2 separate regions of the Ovis aries genome follow, and region 1 is linked to region 2. Evidence: chromatin contacts called from public Hi-C data. All regions are on one chromosome and are shown on one strand. Each heading gives the region's core, a stretch centred on a gene start, on an enhancer-like site or on the middle of the called end of the contact. The rest is flanking DNA. Distances are from core to core; before and after follow the strand shown.

What was found. Hi-C and Micro-C count contacts between places; a contact is called where the count stands out from the background.
Region 1: a Hi-C map of muscle shows a contact between it and region 2, with 5 times the contacts expected there. The contact joins two enhancer-like sites. A contact is called at or near these places in 7 of 16 Hi-C or Micro-C datasets (hypothalamus, mesenteric adipose tissue, muscle and 3 more).

The regions. Positions count from the first base shown.
Region 1 is chr12:42,318,932-42,323,292 of ARS-UI_Ramb_v3.0, forward strand. All of the region lies in intron 2 of PEX14 (peroxisomal biogenesis factor 14), which reads right to left. Among named protein-coding and RNA genes, the nearest start is that of PEX14, 43 kb to the right of the region's middle. Within about 2 kb of position 2,565, at least 10 of the 54 cell types and tissues checked have an H3K27ac peak or open chromatin away from gene starts, as enhancers often do. A contact at or near this core is called in muscle, where this site is marked.
Region 2 is chr12:42,000,666-42,005,617 of ARS-UI_Ramb_v3.0, forward strand. No RefSeq gene overlaps it. Among named protein-coding and RNA genes, the nearest start is that of CASZ1, 61 kb to the right of the region's middle. Within about 2 kb of position 1,881, at least 2 of the 54 cell types and tissues checked have an H3K27ac peak or open chromatin away from gene starts, as enhancers often do. A contact at or near this core is called in muscle, where this site is marked.

The DNA of each region.
Region 1 (4,361 bases), core at 1,315-3,814, 320 kb after region 2:
AGCCCAGAAACAGGGGTAACCCCCAACCACATTCCAAGATGCTGCACAAATACAGCACAAATACAGCTCCTAAACCAGAGTAAGAGAAAATCTAGGAGCATGCAAAAAAGACACGTCGGAATTACCCTTCTAATGTGGCAGGAGAGCACGTGTGTGAGAGCAGCAGTCAAAAAGAGCCGCCCCCAGCCGCCAAAACGAAAGGAGGAAAAGGCAGCAGCAGCAGCAGCAATAAAACGGAATATAGAAACTGCTGCGTTTGAAATCGCCAAGGGAGAGAGGGAGTCTGGCGAAGAGCTGCTCTTAGGGTGTGAAATGCAACTCGGGGAGGCCGAGGGTCTAGAGGGCAGGTAAGAGGGGAAAGTTAATATGCAGAGGAAGGCTCGGTCAGCCAAAATTCAATACGATCCTATGATCCTCCGCAAGGACAAGGAGGCACGAGGCTCCCCGAAACCAGACGAGTGCGAGTGGGGGGAGGGGCGCCACGACCAAGCGGAGCGGAGCCGCCAGAACGGCAAGAGGGGAATAACCTTGAGCTGGTCGTGGCCGAGGCCACCGCAGCGCGGAGCCAAAGTGCCCCCTAGCCGGGGCCGGCGGGCGCGCAGGCCAAAGGAGGCGGCCGCCCCGCTGCCTTTTGCGAGCCCCGACCAAGTGTTTTCACTCCGGGAAAATGAAATGTTTTGCAAGATGAAACAGAATGAAAATTGAGGTTTTAGGTAATTACTAGTTGGCATTTACATATCACGGGCTGGTTCAACACCTATTCATTTTCCTCTTTTATTTTCAATTTTTTAAAATTGCTCATTAAAAAATGAACAGATGACAGTGACAGGGAAATTCCCCCCCCCCCTTTCTCCTTCTCTGAGGGTTACAAAATCGAGAGGTACTTTTCCCCCATTTATCTACAATTAACACGCACATGCAAAGGTACCTTTCGTTTACATGGAGGGTGGGGGGAAGAGGAGAGGGGAAAGTCAACAAAAAGCCAGGAAGTTCAAAAATAAAGACACTGAGTTGTACTTGAGCCAGCCTCCTGCACCTGGGTGAGCAGTGCGCTTACAAGCGCCCTGGCTCTCAAGGAGTTAAAGGAAAGAGCCTCTCTTTCAACTTGGAATTTCCTGCTTTCCGTCATTGTGTCCTTCCCATTGTTGACTTGGGTTCCAACCCTATACTAATTAAGTCGTGGGCCCTAATTTCCTTTGTTTTACTTTACTCTGTTCTTTTGTTTTTCGCATTAAAGAAATAAAAGATCCCTGGTAGAAGTGCATGTGAGTTGACATGATAGAACACAATATGTGGAGGCTATTGTGTAAATCTGCATTTAGGGAATTCCACAGCACGCATTACTGACCTTAGTCTCACTTTAAAAACACCAATATATGCAGTAAGAGCCTTTATGAAAGGTGGCAATGTCATATGCACAATAACTACCCTTCAAGTGAAATATCTGTGTTTAAATTTTTCTTCTTGGCCCTAGTTAAAAATATTGCATGAACTGCTTGTCAGAATGTTGGTGGTTTTGTTATTTTATTAAACTAGTTCTTCCAGAAATGTATGTGGAAGGCAACAGGCAGTATTTAGTATCAAGTGGAGTTAGTGATGGACAGGGAGGCCTGGCATGCTGCAATTCATGGGGTCGCAAAGAGTCGGACACGACTGAGCAACTGAACTGAACTGAGAGTGATTTTAGGCAAGGGTGACTAGGAAGTACTCTGAGTGCCAACTTGCAGCGCAAAGGGAGCTGGGGCTTCAGCAGCAGAGCTGACACGCAGAGCTACCAGCGCGGAGGGCGACCGGAACCACGCCACAGAAAGCGCGGTGGTGCACACTCTCACTGTGCGGGAAATAAAAACCCTTGTTTTCCGGGATGACGAGATCAAAGTTCCTTCTTAGGAAAGGTTGAGAAGGAAAAGGGTTCTCTCCTTGGGGAGAAAGAAAAGCAAATTTAAATGCCTGTCCCCACACATCCCCACCTGAATTTAGAGAGCAACCCCTCTAATTTTTGATGCAACCAACAAAGCAGTTACCCAAAGAGGAGAGAAAAAAAGGATGACATTTGCCTTTTCCTTGGCTTTGAAATCCAACTGGCAGCAAATTGTTTGAAGTCTTGTTTAGAGAGGAAACCGTAATAGCCTCCATACTGAAAAGAGGAGGAAAATGCCATTATACACGGATCACGGTAGCAGTGACCTCAGCAGAGAAGGCAAAACGAGCTGGCTCCCAGTCGGAGCGTTGGCCGGCATGCCAGGAACAGAGTGAAAAAGGCTTGTGTGTGCCAGCAACGGGTGGCAAGCTTTGGGTGCTCAGTCCCAGGAGATACCAAGAAAAGGCAAAGAGTTCAATTTCCTCACATGGTGTCTTTCAGCAGCTTATTGACTGCTCCTTCTTTCGGTTTCCCTTGCTGTTTTTTCCATATTCTTCTAATTCCCCTGTACTGTTAAAGAGGAAGCAGAGAGCACCCAGGCTTCATGTTGTAAAATTAATGAAGGTGTCAAGCTGTTGAGTTGAATCACTCCAAAGGAATGTAATGACTCAGTGTCCAAGATGCTCCTGAAGAGGACTGTGAGCTCACTCTGTGGCAGTGGCTGGTGACTCCAACATTAAAAATATGTGGCTCCCAGTGCCTGGGACCTTCCTAACGACACCGCTGCCTCTACTTTCTAGTACCTTTCTCCCCACAAGTTGGATCTGATGCTTTCCAAAGGTTACTTCTAAACGCCAGCACCTTCGTGTGCTCAGCAGATAGAGGTTCAGTTCCCACTTCTTTTGAAATTGGGCCAGATGGACCCTGGTGTGAAGCTCTCTCTAGTCACGCACTACTGAGAAGTGGGATGATCAGGAAGGGGGCAAAGAGAGGGTGCATCATGGAAAGTGACACCTTTGGGCATCAAGCCATCACCGGGGGTGAGACGCTGACTAGGTGACCACCAGGTGGTGCAGGGCGAGGTCCCTGCATGATTGCTGAGCACCTTCTGCTCTGAGAGCAACAAGATGGGCCCCTGGATTCTAAGGAAGATGAGCTCTGGATCAGGAAATGCTGTCGAGCATCACCCTCCACACAGCACAAAGCTGAAACTTTGAGGAGTCACTAAATGGCACTCCTACCAGACATCCTACAAGGAAACTGAAGAAAGACAATTTTTCACTTTTTAACATTTCTAAATGTTAAAAAATAGATTTGAGGACTTCCCTGGTGGTCCAGTGGTTAAGACTTCTGCCTGCTGATGCAGGGGATATGGGTTTGATCTCTGGTCCAGGAAGATCCCACATGCCAAAGGACAACTAAGCCCATGAGCCACAAGTACTGACTCCAAATGCCACAACTCCTGCAGCCTGCAGGCTCTGGAGCCTGTGCTCCACAACAAGAGGAGCCCACACACCTCAACGAAGACTCAGCTCAGCCAAAAATAAAGATAGATCTGAATACAAAAAAAGAAGCAGTCACAGCTTAAAACAGTTCGAATCCGAAGACAGCAAGAAAAGAATTGGAAATGACACGTGGGAAGCCTTAAAATTGTCTTTAGATACCCTGATAAGCAGAAAAAAGTGAACAATTAAGGCTCAGTGGTAAAGAATCGGCTCACCAATGCAAGAGACAGGGGTTTAATCCCTAGGTCGGGAAGAACCTCTGAAGAAGGAAATGGCCACCCACTCCAGTATTCTTGCCTGGAGAATTCCAAGAACAGAGGAGCCTGATGGGCTACAGTCCATGAGATTGCAAAGAGTTGGATATGACTAAGTGACTGAACAACAACAATCCCAAACTCCCAGTCTATCCTTCGCCACATCTTGGCAATCACAAGTCTGTAAGAACAGTTTTACATTTCTAAATGGCTAAGAAAAACAAAAATCAAAAGAGGTCATGTGAAAATCATATGAACTTTGAATTTCAGTGTCGATGAATAAAATGTTACTGGAACACAGCCATGCTCATTCAGGGGTTTCTCAGGTGGTGCATTGGTTAAGAATCCGCCTGCCAGTGCAGGAGACGTGGGTTTGAAGCCTAGGTCAAGAAGATCTGCTGAAGAAGGAAATGGCAACCCACTCCAGTACTTTGCCTGGGAAATCCCACGGATAGAGAAGACTGGAGGGCTACAGTCCATGGGGTCAGACATGACTGAGCACACACACGTACACTAAGACCACCAAATCCTGGCTCTTCCTGCTATTATTTTAGATTCTTCTGTGACCTAAGGGGAAAACTAGAAGAGTTCCAAAATTATGATGCATAAGAGAGAAAGCTGGCACTCAAAAACCTTCAAATTTACAGTAAGATGACAAAAACAGTCAAGTGGAATCAGCTCCTCTCAGGGGAAAGCTGCCCTCTTCACAAGCACAGCAGCCCCTGGGAGGGCCCAGGAACA
Region 2 (4,952 bases), core at 631-3,130:
TTGGCTTTGCACCTCCAGCTCAGGGTGGCCGTCGTCCCGGCATCACAGCACTGGGAAGCTGCGGTTAAGAGCTGGGGTCTTCGTCCCCCTCTGGAGCAGACACTAGGGACCTTTGTGGGGGACAGGGAGGCCTCCTTCCTGGCTCCCTGATTTTTTGAAAATAAGAAACACGGACTAAAGGGAGGAGGTGGTGGCAGTCGTGGCTTCCACTTTATTTCAGTCACTTCTGAACTGATTACTCTGTGAAGTGGAAAAATCTGGGCAGATTAATGGTTTAATTCCCTTTCTCTTTGGCTTTTTTTCCCCTCCGCCTGCAGTTTTGTTTTGTTTAGTTTTGTTTCTCCCTTTTTCTACTTGCATCTTTCCCCCCTTGGAGGAATTATATTCTTAAAAAGACTCAGATGCTTTGGTCAGGTGCAAGCGTGAAAAGCCAACTGGGAGACCTTCCCAGTCTTCCCAGCCCAGATTCTGCCTAGGAGCTGCACGGGTTAACGATGCCCACTTCTGCCCCCAAATTTTTCTCTTTGATGATTTTCTGTTTCCACCCTCCTCAAGTTCTGGGTGAGAGTTTGAACACAAAGGCACACACACACACACTTATACACTCACACCACCCCCCACTCAATCGCAAATCGCTCGTGTGGACGAGCGAGCACACACACACAGACCCAGCAATAGAGACCTCTGAGAGGATCTGCATAAGAGAACTACCCTCCTGGTTTCTCTCCGCTGCTGATCTGGCCAAAAAGAACGACAGGAAACTTAAAAAAGAAAAGGAGGAGGGATCGATTATTCGACCTGTACTTGAACCCGACTGAAAGAGATAAAGCGGAATTTTCAATAGGTCCCCTGCCCTTTTCACCAGGAGGGAAAGAGGAGAAGAAAAACAAGAGATATTTATATGACAGCAGCTGCTGAAAATAGCATTTCAGAGCCATAAAAAAAGGCAAAAAGAAATTCAATGGTAGAAAAGGCAAGAAACTCCTGTCTGCTCCCCAAAAGGCCAGGCAGGCAGCGAGTGTCTGCGGCTGGAAATGCATGCATGCTTTCTATAGATCTGTTTGAAATTATACTTGTCATTGAGGGGGAATTTATGCTTCTATTGATCTGCAAAAGGAAAATATTAAATGGTTTGGTTTTGATCTTTCGGTGACCCCAAGGTCAAGGGTAGTAGCGGATTAGTATTCATAGAATTCATCACGGAATTGCAGCCTGCATCCACTTTATGCAAACATGCTCCAAACACGCCTGGTGAAGCAGGCAGCAAATGGCCAATGACAAGAAAAGAGTCAACGGCGCCCCCTCCCACCCCCTAGGGCTCGTCTCCTTCCCGCTCCTCGGGGAGAAAAAGGAAGGACTGGGACTGGAGATGCTTTCCGGATGAAAGAATGAAGGCACCCCAAGACTTAGGGGTTTGTGCAAGAGATGGGGTTCCCCTTTGGAAGTTCAGATGATCACCCGCAGTTAGGGGGTTATGGTGTGGGTCTGAGAGACATAGGAACACGGTGGGTGGGGGGGCCCAGGAGAATAGGAGAGGGCACCCATGCCTGGAGTGGGACACCACCCAGACATCACCCATGTCTGATGACCAGACATGCACATGACACGCATGCGCACACACACAGCCCGTGGAAGCCCCAATCTTTCCTGAAGGGAGGAACGCGGCATGCTGGCCAGTGAGCCGAGAGCTCCACTCCTCTCCAAGGGTGACATTGCTTCTTGTTCCACGCCGAGGAGCGTCCTTAGTGAGAGGCACCCACGTGCCCAGCTGGGAAGGAGAGAAAGTCCAGGCGTGCATGCTGCCTGGCTCCACCCAGGCCTTCTGCTTTCTGCCAACGGCTGCGGAAACTGTGTCCAAATGTGTTTGCAACGGGGACACACGTGGAGCCCCCGGGGACAGGCCGCAAACACCCCTCCCCACCCTGGGCTCAGCACACAAGTGCCCTCTTAGCAGAGTTTGTCCCCAGTGGTGGGAACATTTGGTCAGTAACAGTCACTTGCCAACAAACTAAAAATAGCCCACCCAGCGTATCCTGCAATGGCAGGAATTCTGGCTGGTCCTTGTTCTGCTGGCTGATCGGGTGGCCAGAGGGGGCTACAGATACCGACTCCCATGGGGCCCAAGGAGCAGACCTCTGGAGACTACCTACCTGCACTCAGTCTTTATGGGGGTGCTGGCTACTTCTGTGCGTTACCTGCGGTATCATCTCACTGATCACTCACAACAACCCTACAAGACAAGGGGTTGTTACTATCCCATTGTATAGATGAGGAAACTGAGGCTCAGAGAGGCTAAGCCATCTCAAGGGCTTGTCTCTGTCCTGATGCCAAAGTCCATCCTCTCAACTGCTCTGCTCTCATGGCCTGGCATCGTTTGGGCAAATTCTAAGGTTGGTCCACATTTGAGGTTCAGGGAGAGGGGAGTTTGAAATGAGGACAGACAGGGGTGTAGAGGCCTTGGGGATTCTGGGGGGCTGTGGGGAGGAAGAGGGAGAGTCGCCCCAGCCCTGCCTCCCCCCATCCCTGAGAAGGAAGACAGCGTTTTGCCTATTAATCATGTTTCATTTATATTAGCTTGACTCGATCTACTGTATATTTGAAATGGATTTAATTTTAGATCACGCACTATGGAAGGGGGCCAGTTTGGTGTAAGGAGCATTATGAATATTTTCCATAAGCTGGATATACATTATCCAGGGACAGATATACGAGCAGAGGCCCAGGGCTCCTGGCTGGGGGAAGGGGCTGCTCTTGCCTGCTTCTCCACCGCTCCCTTGAAGCCCAGGGTCACAGGGCTTCAGAGGGAGTCCTCTCTGCCCGCTGTCCCCGCGGTGGGGGGTGGGGGTATCTCAGCCCCATCTTCCCCCTGCCCATGAGCTCATCCCCGCTGACCTTGAAGCTGCTGCTTCTCCCTGGCTCCCGGCTGAGTTGCAAGCCTGGGAGGTGTGTGGAAGGAGGGGGGGATGCCAGAGCTGTGGGGCATGCAGGGCCCAGCTCAGGGTAAAGGAGAGGAGTGAGAGTAGAAGGGAGGGGCGTCGGGACTCTCACCTTCAACCCCAGTCTCCGATGGAGACAGAGAAAGCCCGGCTCCTGGCTGCATAGCTGGTGTGAGGGCAGGTCCAAGCTGACCTTCCGCAAAGCTCCCCTGAGCCTGGGCTGAGACCCCGTTTTCTTGGGAGAGGGTCCTGGGCTTTGCCCTTTTCCAAGAGCACCAGAGCCAGGGGCTCCTTCTTGAGGATGAGAGCTCGAGGTAGTCCGGGGACAAGCCCAGGGACACACAGCAGGGGAGCAACAGAATGGGGTGACAGCCTCCTGCCCTGCAGCACTGGGTGCTGGCCTTCCACCTATCCCCGAGTCCCCTCCGTTAGCTCCACCTGGACAAGTGGAGTCACAACTCACACCTTCTAGGTCATTTCTGCATTTCTCATGCCCTCACCCCCACCCCAGGCTCCCACCCCTGCAAGTTCCGACCTTCTCACGTGGGAGCCAGGCATCGCACTAAGCTTTACAGTTGGAGGAAACTGAGACTCAGGGGGGTTGTGATATCCATACCCAAACCTAAATCTTTTCTCTCCCTCCACCCTCCAACCTGCCCCTCCACCTCGCTCCCACCTAGGCTCCCCAAGCTGCACACACTCCACATAGAACATGCTCAACCCCGCCATCAACACTGTGATCCATCCCGCCACAAGTACCACTCAGGGTGGTCCCCTTCGCTCCCTCGCCCCTGTCCCTCTAGTCCAAGTGGCCACTGTGTCGCTCCAGGAGCACTGCCTGGGCCTCCTGGAGGGTCCCCAGAGCCCCCGCCAGCTCCAGTCGCTCTCTGCACCGCGGCCACAGAGACCTTGTTTAACGCAGCACGGTTATACTGTACACACCTCCCACAGCCCTACCATCAAATCCCAAGTCCTATGCTGGCCAAGACGGCATGTCAGGGAGTGGACCCTGCCGACTTCCCCAGGGTCACCCGCTTGTCTACAGCTCCATTTCCGGTCTCCACCATCTTTCTAGCTCTTCACCTGCCTTGTGCCGTGGTTTCTCCCCACAGGACCTTGGCACAAACCCGTCCCAATGCCTAGAACATGCCCTCCCTGGATAACTTCTCCACCTGGATAACTTCTCTCTCTCTCTTTTTTGGACTACACCTCTTGGCATATGGGATCTTAGTTCCCCAACCAGGGATCGAACCCATGCAAGTGGAAGCTTGAAGTCTTAACCACTGGACGGCCAGAAGAGTCCCACACTAACTTCACTTTAATGCTCAGTCTCTACTTCAAGTTCCCTAGAAAGACTCATCATACACCCCTGACTCCCCATCACAATCTGGATCAAGCCCTACTTGTGCCTTTTGCAAATCCTACAGTCATAGGGGATTTCTGGGGGTCTGACTGTTCACACCCAGCAGGTGAGACTCTGGGCAGGCCCTGGGCCTTGTCACGGAGGGTACCAGCCAAGCTCCTGCCTCGCTACCATTCCCACATCTGTCAGCTCCTCCATCCTCTCGGCGTATAACACACCCATCACCCACCCCAGCCCGGCTGGCAGCCTTTCAGAAGTGGCATGCGACGCTTCTCTTATTCAATTCTTAATTTAAGGTTTTGTGAGTTGTAATAACCCCCCTTTCCCCCAAATCACTGGGGATGGGACCTCCACGTCAGCCCAAGACCAGGAGAGCTGAAGGGTAATTGCATTGCACGTATGCTAATGGTTGTCTGAAGAAGACAATGGCAACTGGGAACTGGGGTGGGGCCATACTCCACCCAGAGTGCCTGCGGAGTGGGGGAGCCCTGATGATTTGAGGGGCTGGAGTCAGGAGCCTGCTGGGAGCATTTGGGGGACTGTGGGGCCCACAGTCCATAGTAGAGGAGAAGAAAGGGACTAGAGTCCCAGTCTAGAGGGCCTGATGGGGAACAGACGGGCTGGGAAGGGAGGCAGAGCCCTCTTCTTCCCCC